Linked DNA regions of Pelodiscus sinensis: regions 1 and 2 are each linked to region 3. Evidence: chromatin contacts called from public Hi-C data. All regions are on one chromosome and are shown on one strand. The core of a region is the stretch at or near the end of the contact, and the rest is flanking DNA. Distances in the headings are between cores, read along the strand shown.

Evidence for each region. A called contact is a pair of places that touch in the nucleus more often than the background predicts.
Region 1: a Hi-C map of blood shows a contact between it and region 3, with 2.9 times the contacts expected there. The contact joins the promoter of DUSP7 here to the promoter of POC1A in region 3. A contact is called at or near these places in 3 of 5 Hi-C or Micro-C datasets (blood, liver and an unstated tissue).
Region 2: a Hi-C map of an unstated tissue shows a contact between it and region 3, with 6 times the contacts expected there. The contact joins the promoter of WDR82 here to the promoter of POC1A in region 3. A contact is called at or near these places in 3 of 5 Hi-C or Micro-C datasets (liver and an unstated tissue).

Annotation. Positions count from the first base shown.
Region 1 is chr11:42,017,716-42,020,934 of ASM4963464v1, forward strand. It overlaps DUSP7 (dual specificity phosphatase 7), which reads right to left and starts at 1,763. Exons shown (of 3, transcript XM_006127639.2): 1 at 1-1,763.
Region 2 is chr11:42,425,268-42,428,252 of ASM4963464v1, forward strand. It overlaps WDR82 (WD repeat domain 82), which reads right to left and starts at 1,300. Exons shown (of 9, transcript XM_006127619.3): 1 at 850-1,300. The coding sequence starts at 1,010.
Region 3 is chr11:42,186,807-42,189,896 of ASM4963464v1, forward strand. It overlaps POC1A (POC1 centriolar protein A), which reads right to left and starts at 1,831. Exons shown (of 13, transcript XR_012906534.1): 1 at 1,586-1,831; 2 at 1,120-1,204.

The sequences.
Region 1 (3,219 bases), core at 513-3,012, 170 kb before region 3:
GGCGTGTCACGCTGCGGGAGGCGGGGCCGGGGAGGGAGAGGGAGCAGCCCAGAGGCCTTAAAGGGGCCGCGGGGCTCTCCCGCTGCCCGGCTGCGGCGCGGCTGCCCCCAGCCCGGGTGTCTCCGCCTTGTGGAAAACACCCCCCGGGGTCCCCCGCCCTCCGCGGCAACCACGCGGCTCCAGAATAGCTGCAGCGCGGGGGAGCCTGGAGGGGAGGCGAGGCGTTTCCAGCCCGCTGCGAGCGAGTGCCTGGCCCAGGAGCGAGCCTCGAGCTTGTTCCACCCGCTCTCTTCCCCGCATGGGGAAGGCGCCGGGCTCCGGGAGGCGGCGGATCGGCAGTAGGGGACCCCCTGGAGCCTAAGAGGAGATTTTCAGCCTTAAGCGCGGACAGGAAAATAAACTGGCTGCTCCACCAAAGGGCGGGAGGGATGAACGGGCACCTCGCCCGGTTACTCGGGTGACTCTAGCGCTCACAGCCCGCAGCCCCCTCCGCGGCAGAGTAGTGGGATCGCTGGTCATTCGCGGGGCGGCTGCTGCACCTCGCCCGTTGTTCGGGCTCTTGGGACATGCCCTGAAGCCGTCCCCTCTTTCTACCGCCATAATCAGCCTTGCCCCTTGCCTTGCGCACGCTCTAACCAAAACTCAGCCCCCTTGTTCTCTCCAACGCATCCCAGAGCCTGCGCGGCTCCAAACCTCCCCCGAGCTAAGAAGCCGCAAGAGGAGTGCTACAGCACCCCGAAGTGATGGACCGAGGGCAGCAATCGCTATGCCACTGCAGGACAGAGCGCGACTGATTTACCGCTCGCTAGAAATTAGGTTTACACCCGTCTAACTAAAGTGGTGCGGGGTCACTCCTGATTAACACTAGCGAGTGGAAAATCGGGCCCAGGCTACTATTGAATCGGGCTACTATTGAAGCCGGGCGGTATGTGAGCCTGGCCGTCCTAAAGGTACCAGCAGCACCCATGCTCGGTTACATCCTGCACAAATGAAGGGACTGGCTGCCCTGCCACTGGCCGATTCCGCTGATCTTGGCAGGGAGGAAGCATTGCAATGCCCCGAGGGGGCGGAGGCAGGAACCTCGGACATTATTGGTAGCTGGATTCAAAAATTAAACCCACAGTTCAACACCAGCGCTGAGCCCACACAACACCACGTCCCGGGCAATGAGCCCTTTAAACAGCTTCACAAGCTAAGCCCCTGATTGACAAGCTCGCTGCCACCACGTGACTTTTTCGCTTGAAGAAAAAAAAAGTCTCTCCCCTCTCCCTCCTCGTTGGTTCGCTGAGTCAATGAGACGCTCCAGTAGGCGGCGATGGAACGCGACAGGCCCTATCCGGTGGGAGAGGGGCGGGGCGTTTGGAACGTGGTGTATCTGATTGCTAATCGCAAAGCGCGGGAAGGGGGCAGGCTCAGAGGAGGTGAATGGAGCCGCAGGTAGAGCTGAAACTTGAATGTCATGAGCCGCATGCGCAAGGGCCGGGGCTGCCTTGCAATTGATCAAAGCAGCAGCAGGAGCCGCGCCGCCTGTCATTTGCCTTCATTGTGAGCCCCGCTGCTCAGGGTTTCATTCTCGTCTTGCTCAAGCTGAAGAGCGAGCACACACCGGGGGGAGAGGGGGGTTGTTGGAGAGACACAGGCACTGCAGCTACTGCTGGCTGGGCACAGTCATTGTCATTCCATGGTGCGACGCCCTGTGTCTGACTCCACGCCGCCCCTGCCACAAGAGAAAAAACCGATCCTGCCCCAAACCTCTCCTCCCTCTCACCCTTTTCTAAACCCAGGCCACAGTGCTTGTGAGTGAACAAAAAAATTCATTTTCAGGGTAAAGTTTGAGAGAGAACATTTTTATATTTGAATCCATGTCTCTTGCCAGACGAGTCTGGTGTCTTGCTTCTCAGCACCCACCAGCAGGGATATCAACTTTACAAAATGTAAAAATAATGGGAGGAATGATCCTGTTTTCTTTCAATTTTTGGTATAAAGTCTTCCACTTACAGATCAGACATGCTGTATATTTTTACACACATTTGTTCTGTTTTCATAGGCTATGTCTACACAGCTGCCTTATTTTGGAATAGCTGATGTTATTCTGAAATAACTAGAGTGGCTACACAGCAAGCCATTATTTCAAAGTAATGGTGAGCTGGAGGACTTCTTACTCAGACTTCTGTAACCCTCATTTCATGAGTAAGAAGGGCAGTTGAATGCAATTGATGTGTGGAATTCATCTATGCAACTTCAGCTTTGTACCCTGCTGTGTAGACATGCCCATACAGACCAGTTCTTCTCTCATAGTCAATTTCCAAATTCCCATTAACTTCACTGGCAATAGGATGGACCCTCTAAATCTGGAGTGGACATAATCTGTTGTCAACAACCTATTGTATTCAGGGCCACATTATGACTTTCGTGGGCCCTAGGCACTTTTGCCTTCATGGGCCCCTTCCGCCATAAAAAAATATATATATATAAAAAATTATTTTTGATATAACTTTAAATACTTCAAAATTTTATTTTTTTTTCTCTTTTAGGCAAAATTTAAAAGAGTTTCATGGGCCCTAAAAGTTTCATTTTTTTCTGATGTGAGAAAAAAATTTAAACACTTTCTTCGACCCTAAATGTTCATTTTTTTTCTTCTGATTTTAAAAGAAATTAAAACATTTTCGTGGGCCCCTAAAAGTATCGTGGGCCCTAGGCACTGTGCCTACTGTGCCTAATGGATAAGTCAGCCCTGATTGTATTACATATTCTGAAGAGTGTGTTTATTTTGCACAAATAAAGTCATACTTCACGATCACCTACAGAAACCAAAGTTTGCATAAACAATCCTGCCACTTAAATTACCTGAATGCCCTACTTTTTTTTGCACTGAAACATGCTGGGTGAAAGGCTTAAATAATTATTTTTGTTTTTCATTGGAAAGAAGTCACGACTATTTGATTAGAACTCATAAAAATATTTGCTAACAAAATTAAAATTGAGTCACCTATTCAACTGTCATTTTCGCTCAAAGAACATTTTTGCTGACACAAACTCACAAAATAATTCAAATTAGTTACGGAAAGAGTAATGGAAGCTTTACATATTTGTGATTCAAATTTAACCTAGTCTATGGTAATAATTCGATAAAATGAGTAATGTTAGAAGTCAAAATCCTGCAATTCAAAACTGCTCTTTTACTTCCTTTTTGCCAAGCACATTAATACAAAATTCTAT
Region 2 (2,985 bases), core at 50-2,549, 240 kb after region 3:
ACTAACACGGCTGCATCGCTATCTCTTTAAACAAAATTCTAGCCTCATAGTTGTAAAAATAGTAACCATCCAAACATGAAGCAAAAGACTTCTTAACTACAATGCTACATTTAGAAGCTGTGAACCTCCACACTTTCGTCTCCACTGCTGGCAGTAACACTGAAAGTTTTAGTGTAGATGGACTCCAGTGCCCTTTCACAATGTAAGGCAAAATCTAATAAAAATAACCTTGTTCTCCCTGCTGTTGACGCTCCATTTGCAAATCCGAATTATTCTAACTTTTCAGTTTTATATGCTCGTTAGATAAAAAGCAGAGAGGGTTCCCTAGGCTGCAGACACACAATTACAACGTTTTCAACTACTGCTCAGAGCTCTGCCCCACAGCAGCACAGCCAAACACATCCGAATCTCTTGCCACCTTCACTTTTGCGACCAACGGCCTTGGTGCCAGAAGAAAAGCGAACCCAACAGGATGCCAGTTTCACTCAGCAGCTTCTACCTGGGGAACAACTTGAGCATCAGCATCGCAGGGGACTCGTCTCTGCACACTCAGGTGGTTGCCTTCCCCGCCTCCTAGTCTTTCGCATCAACCATTAGCTGGCAGCTTTAGCGCTCAGCCAGAGCTATTCTTCGGCCTTCCTGAGCCCGCCTTTTCTCCCTCACCTGGCCAGGCGGATATTCCCCGGGGACCGATCCCTCCTGCTGCCCTCGCCCAGCCCCCGGGAAGCAGCTCTCCGGGCAGCTCAAATATCACCTACCTGCACGGGAGGAGGCTCCCGCAGATGCCCCCCCTCCCCCACAGGCCGCCCCCTCCCCGACCTGCCCCCGGCGGCCCGCCCCGCCACTCACTTGCCCTCCTGGCAGTCGTAGAGCACGATGGAGTCGTCGTCGCTGCTGGAGATGACGGTCTCGCCGTTGGGGCTGAAGTCGAAGCAGTTGATCTTGTCCGAGTTCTCGCGGAAGACCTTGGCCACGCGGAAGCTCCGCAGCACGTTGTCCGTTAGCTTCATGCCGCGGGGGAGGGGCGGCGGGCGCGAGCGGGGCCTGAGGGAGCCGGGCCGGGGCCCAGCGGGAGCCGGGCACGGAGGACGCCGGGGAGCGAGGGAGCCGGGCGGCGGCCTGGGGCCCGGGAAGCGGCGGCGAAGGGGAGGCGGGCGGGGGCCTGGAGCACGCGAGACTGGGGCAGGCGGCTTCGGCGCGGGCGGGCGGGCAGCGCCCTCAGGCGGGGCCGGCTCAGGCTGCGGAGAGGCGGCTCCTGCTCATTGTGTCCGCCATCTTCCTGCTACAGGGACACCGCGGGGGGAGGAGGGGGCGGCAGCGGTGCATTGTGGGGAGGAGGGGGGCTTGTGAGACAGCGGAGGAGAGGAGAGCGGAGGAGCAGCGCATTGTGGGATTGGCGAGGCGGGAGGGCTGGAGGGAGCAGTGCATTGTGGGATGCCGACAGGCGGGGGGCCTCGGGATGGGGACTTGGACCAGCAGTGCATTGTGGGACTCCGGACGGGGACGTCATCCACCTCCGGCTGGCCCCGGCGGCCATTTTGTGTGTGGCGGGAGCCCTACTTCTCCCCCCTCCCCGGGGCGGGACAGACGTGTGATGGCTGCAGTAGCCCCTCCGTGGGGAAGCTACGCTAGAGGAGAGGCCGCCTGCGAGGAATGGCCCAGGGTCGTACAGCAGTAGCTAGGCCCGCGTCACTGAGCTCCCTTCCCGCCCTATTCCCTGGGCCACTAACCTGCCCTCTCCTCAGTACTAATGCAGCCCTAAAGCTGGCCACTAACCTGCAAGCCTGGACACCGGGCTCTTGGCTCTCAACACGGGAACCTTGCAGCCTCCTCCAACAAGGTTCCCGTCTCTCTCACCAGCAGGGCTGTTGGTCCAACAGAGGATAGTACTTCAGCCACCTTGTCTCTGGAGCTCAGGAGGCAGGCTGGTTCGCTGCCTTGGAAGAGTCACAGGCCTCCATATTCAGAGGTTGCTACTGGTATCAGGGAGCCTACGTGAAATCAGTGGGAGCTGCAGGCATTTAAGCACTTCTAGAAAGTATTGCCCTGGGGTCTGAAGTCAGGGTCCAAACATACAGGCACCCTTCTTTAGGAAAAAAGTGGCCATTTCTGTAGCCTAGTTTCCTCCTCTGTAAAAAGGGCTTAATGATAGCAATTCACCTTCATGAAGTACTCTGAGATCTACAACTGAAAAGGACAGGGAGTTGCACTTCTTATTTAAATCACTGCTCAGTTTAATTTGTGATCTACCCTAATTACATTGGGGCTCCATTCCTACTAATTTGTTACATTTCAGACATATCAGTCTGCTATTATTTTCCTACTAACTGTTTAAAGTAAGGGAGGGGACTTCAAACTGATGTAATTCTTGTTTACCTAAGGAAAACATGCAAAGGAAAGAAGAGGCATCAAACTACTGGCATGATGTCATTTCCAGCCACTATGTTGAAAGCTGGCAAGTCTGCAGCGGGAAGTTTCTTCAGAGGGTAGGATGTTCCCTATAATTGATTTATATAGAGAAAATATTCTGGACTAGTATCGCTCTGTGATCTTTACACTTATTCACTCTATTTTCCTTCCTTCTCCTTTACAGAAAAGACAGTGTTTGTCTCTTTCCTAGGGTCTGATCTAAAACCCACTGTGGACTTTGAACAAAGCCTCTAGTACTTCCAAGACTGCTATCACAATCATGATGCAAATAAAATAAGTCCTGTGGCACTTTAAAGACTAATAGATTTATTTGGACATAAGCTTTTGTATGTAAAAATGGGGTGGAAATCACAGACATTGATTGATTGATTGATTGATTTAGTATATCAATCTCCTAAGCTCTGTGACTTCCACCCCATGCCTCTGACAAAGTGGTTTTCACCCACAAAAGCTTATACCCAAATAAATCTGTTATTCTTTAAGGTGCCACAGGACTCCTTGTTTTTGCTGATGCAAACTAACACCACTACTCCTCTGAGACATGATGCAAATAGT
Region 3 (3,090 bases), core at 581-3,080:
GGTGACAATTAAAATCTCTTTTCAAACTAACCCTATATTTAAACTGCAGAAGCTTCAGGGAGAAGTTAAATTTGCAGGTTTTCTTAAGCAAATAAAAGACAACAATTGTCTAGTTTGTATTTGTTTGCTTAAAAACAGTGGTATACAACGGTTGTATACAAATTTTAGAATGAAAACATACAAAACCCTAACATTATTTCCTTGTCAGAGCAGCAAGTGGGATATGTAAAACAGATGCCTAGAAAATAAAACATTGTTTTTTTAATACTAGGTTTAAATGCTAGGGTCATAATCACAAGCTTTTAGTTAATGTCAATTGTGGCAAAATACCAAATAGCTTTTGCTGGAAGCATCCTTTTATTTCACAGTCATTTCAAATAATAATAATAATAAAAAAAGCAGTTCTCTTTCTTGGAAAAGACTTAGGATTAATGTAGTCTCATTTCAGACAGAACGTTCCATTATTCATGTTTCTTTAAAGGGGAAAAAAATCATACATTTCCATTCAATGACTTTTTGACAGCAATACCTTTCCTTAAGCATGTTACGAATTTCAAGATGCTAGTCCTTGCTGTATTTGTATGTAGCTACCGAGCATCTCTACCATATTATTTCTTTGTTCACCACCTCTGCAACAGACATAGCAATTCTCTGCTGCGCTAAAAAGGACAGTTGGCCTTACTGGACATCTTGTCAATTTCTATGTGGTTCTCAGGAAAGAAAACTAATTCCAGTGCAATAAACTTAAAAAAAAAAAAAAGAATAGTCTGGTAGCACTTTAAAGACTAACAAAGGTATCATGCGCTTTCTGGGCACAGCCATGATGAGCAGTGGATGGAAAACAAGCCTCAGTTTAGTCACAGGAAGTAAGAGTGAAGCTTTACCATACAATGGTCTCAGAGTAAAGGGAGGCACACAAATATGTGAGACAGTGCAACACTCAGTGCTCAGTGTGTGTCAGGAATAGACACACACCCCCTTAAAAATGTCATTTCTAGAAGTTATTCTTCAGTGATCTGCAAGTGATTCTTTCTGTTTTGTACTCGGTGGCTTTTTTAATTACACTGCAAAAAGAAGAAACTTATCGGGGGACTCTCCGAGCACAAAAATATAATTTACCCAGTTGCTTCTTATTGAGACTGAAATCCACGCTAGTGACGGCATCTCGGTGGCCTTTAAAGTGTCTCTCCAGAGAGGGATCCTCCTGAATGGCAAGAGCACGGGCAAGCGTTACCGGTGACCGCTGCACAATACAAATACCCCCCCCCCCCCAGCCACCCACCCAGGCCAGGTTTCCAGGGGGGCAGGCCCCGCGCCGGGAGACACGGACAGGCCTGGCGTGTGCAAGGGGACAGAGGCGCACCGGGGGGGGGGGGGGGCAAGAGGGGCGGAACAGCGGCGGGCCGCGCTGCGCGTACTGCGACGGGGGCTCCCGCGGGGGCAGGGCCCGAGCTGCGGGGCCCGCGCGGCGCCAAGGGGCGGGGCGAGGCGCGAGCGGGGGGGGGGGGCGGCAGGGACCCCGCAAGGCGCGCGCCGCGCAACGGCCGGTCCCAGGGCGCGGCGCGACGGGCTGCCCGGCCCTTACCAGGCCGGCGGCGGCCATGGCGCGCGCGGCGGGGCCGGTCGTTCTGGCGGCCTCGGTTCGGTTTCCGCGCCTCCCCGGCCGCCTTGGCAACGGCGTCCGGCCCTTAAAGGGGAGGCCGGCTGGCGCTTCGCCTCCGACGGGAAAAGCGGCCCAGGCCTCGCGGGCCGTCGGGCCGGGGCGGGGCCATGGCGCGGGAGGGCCCGGTCCGCGGGAGCGCGCGGTGCCCGGCCTCCTCGAGCGCCCGCGGCGGCGTTCTGACAGCCGCGCTAGCTCCGCGCGCGCGCTCGCTCTCACAGTCAGTTCACGCGCACACACGTTCGCACACTTGCACTTCACGGGCGCTCAGTCACACACACAGTGCAACGGCCATGGCTGTGTCACACGTCCACCCTCATTTTAGACACAATTCACATGCACACCCGTTCACAACTCACGTGTACAAAATTCACATGCATGTGCTCCTACACATGCAAGTCGTGTTTATACATTTTCACACATGCACTATTTGCACACACAATTCACACGTGTACACAAATGTGATGAAAAATGTCTATTCATATTTGCTTGCATACCTGCACGTACCCACAAGGGCCACTGTAGCTGGTGCTTCCCTCTAATTGTGCCCCATGTTGTCACTACCTCCTAATTCCCTTGCCTGTATGCCATGCTGTGGCCTACCCCTAAGTCCCCCAAAATAATAAGGTTGCTTGGTGGAGGGGCAGCCCAGAAAATTGATGCTCACTCTGTATAGAACAGCAGCATTGCAAGCTTCCCTTAGTCATGATTCATCACTAATTTGAAAGGCTTCTCATAGTTGGAGGACAACTCATTTGTCCTCTTTTTAGCCACCAATGCAGCTGTAACAATAACATATAGGTCAGAAGTCAGCAACCTTCAGCACCTGAGGGGTAATCCACTGTTGGACCGTGAGACCTTTTGTTTACGTTGGCCATCTCTAGGCCCACTCCCAGTGGCCGCAGTTCACCATTCCCAGCCAATGGGAGCTGCGGGAAGCTGTGGCCAGCATGTCCCTGCAGCCTGCAGGTATGTTATGCATAGCTTCTCCTGCTGGCTAACCATTATAATACAGTTTCACATTCTATTACAAATACTAATGTTGACTGTTTTAAACTCACCTTACGATATTTGCCTTTTATTTTGAAATACTCCAAACTGAAGGAAAATCCAACTTCAAACAACCCACTAAAATATCCAGAGTAACAAAGAATGATAAAAAAAGCTAGTAAAAGAAATAAGAAATATATATAATCAATATATAACATCAATTGTTAAACTACTTGATGTGAGTTGGCCCCTAAGTAAATAAGATTGCCCAGGTATGGGAGAGGAGGGGGCTTTTTGTGCATAGGGTGGGCCCTAGCCTTTCAAAGAGTACATTAGAGCAGGCAGGAAATTGGTTTCTTATACCATGAGAGCTTTTGAAATATCTCCGCTGTGAAGAATTCCGTCAAAGACATCCCCTGGAGACTGTCACCTGATGTGTT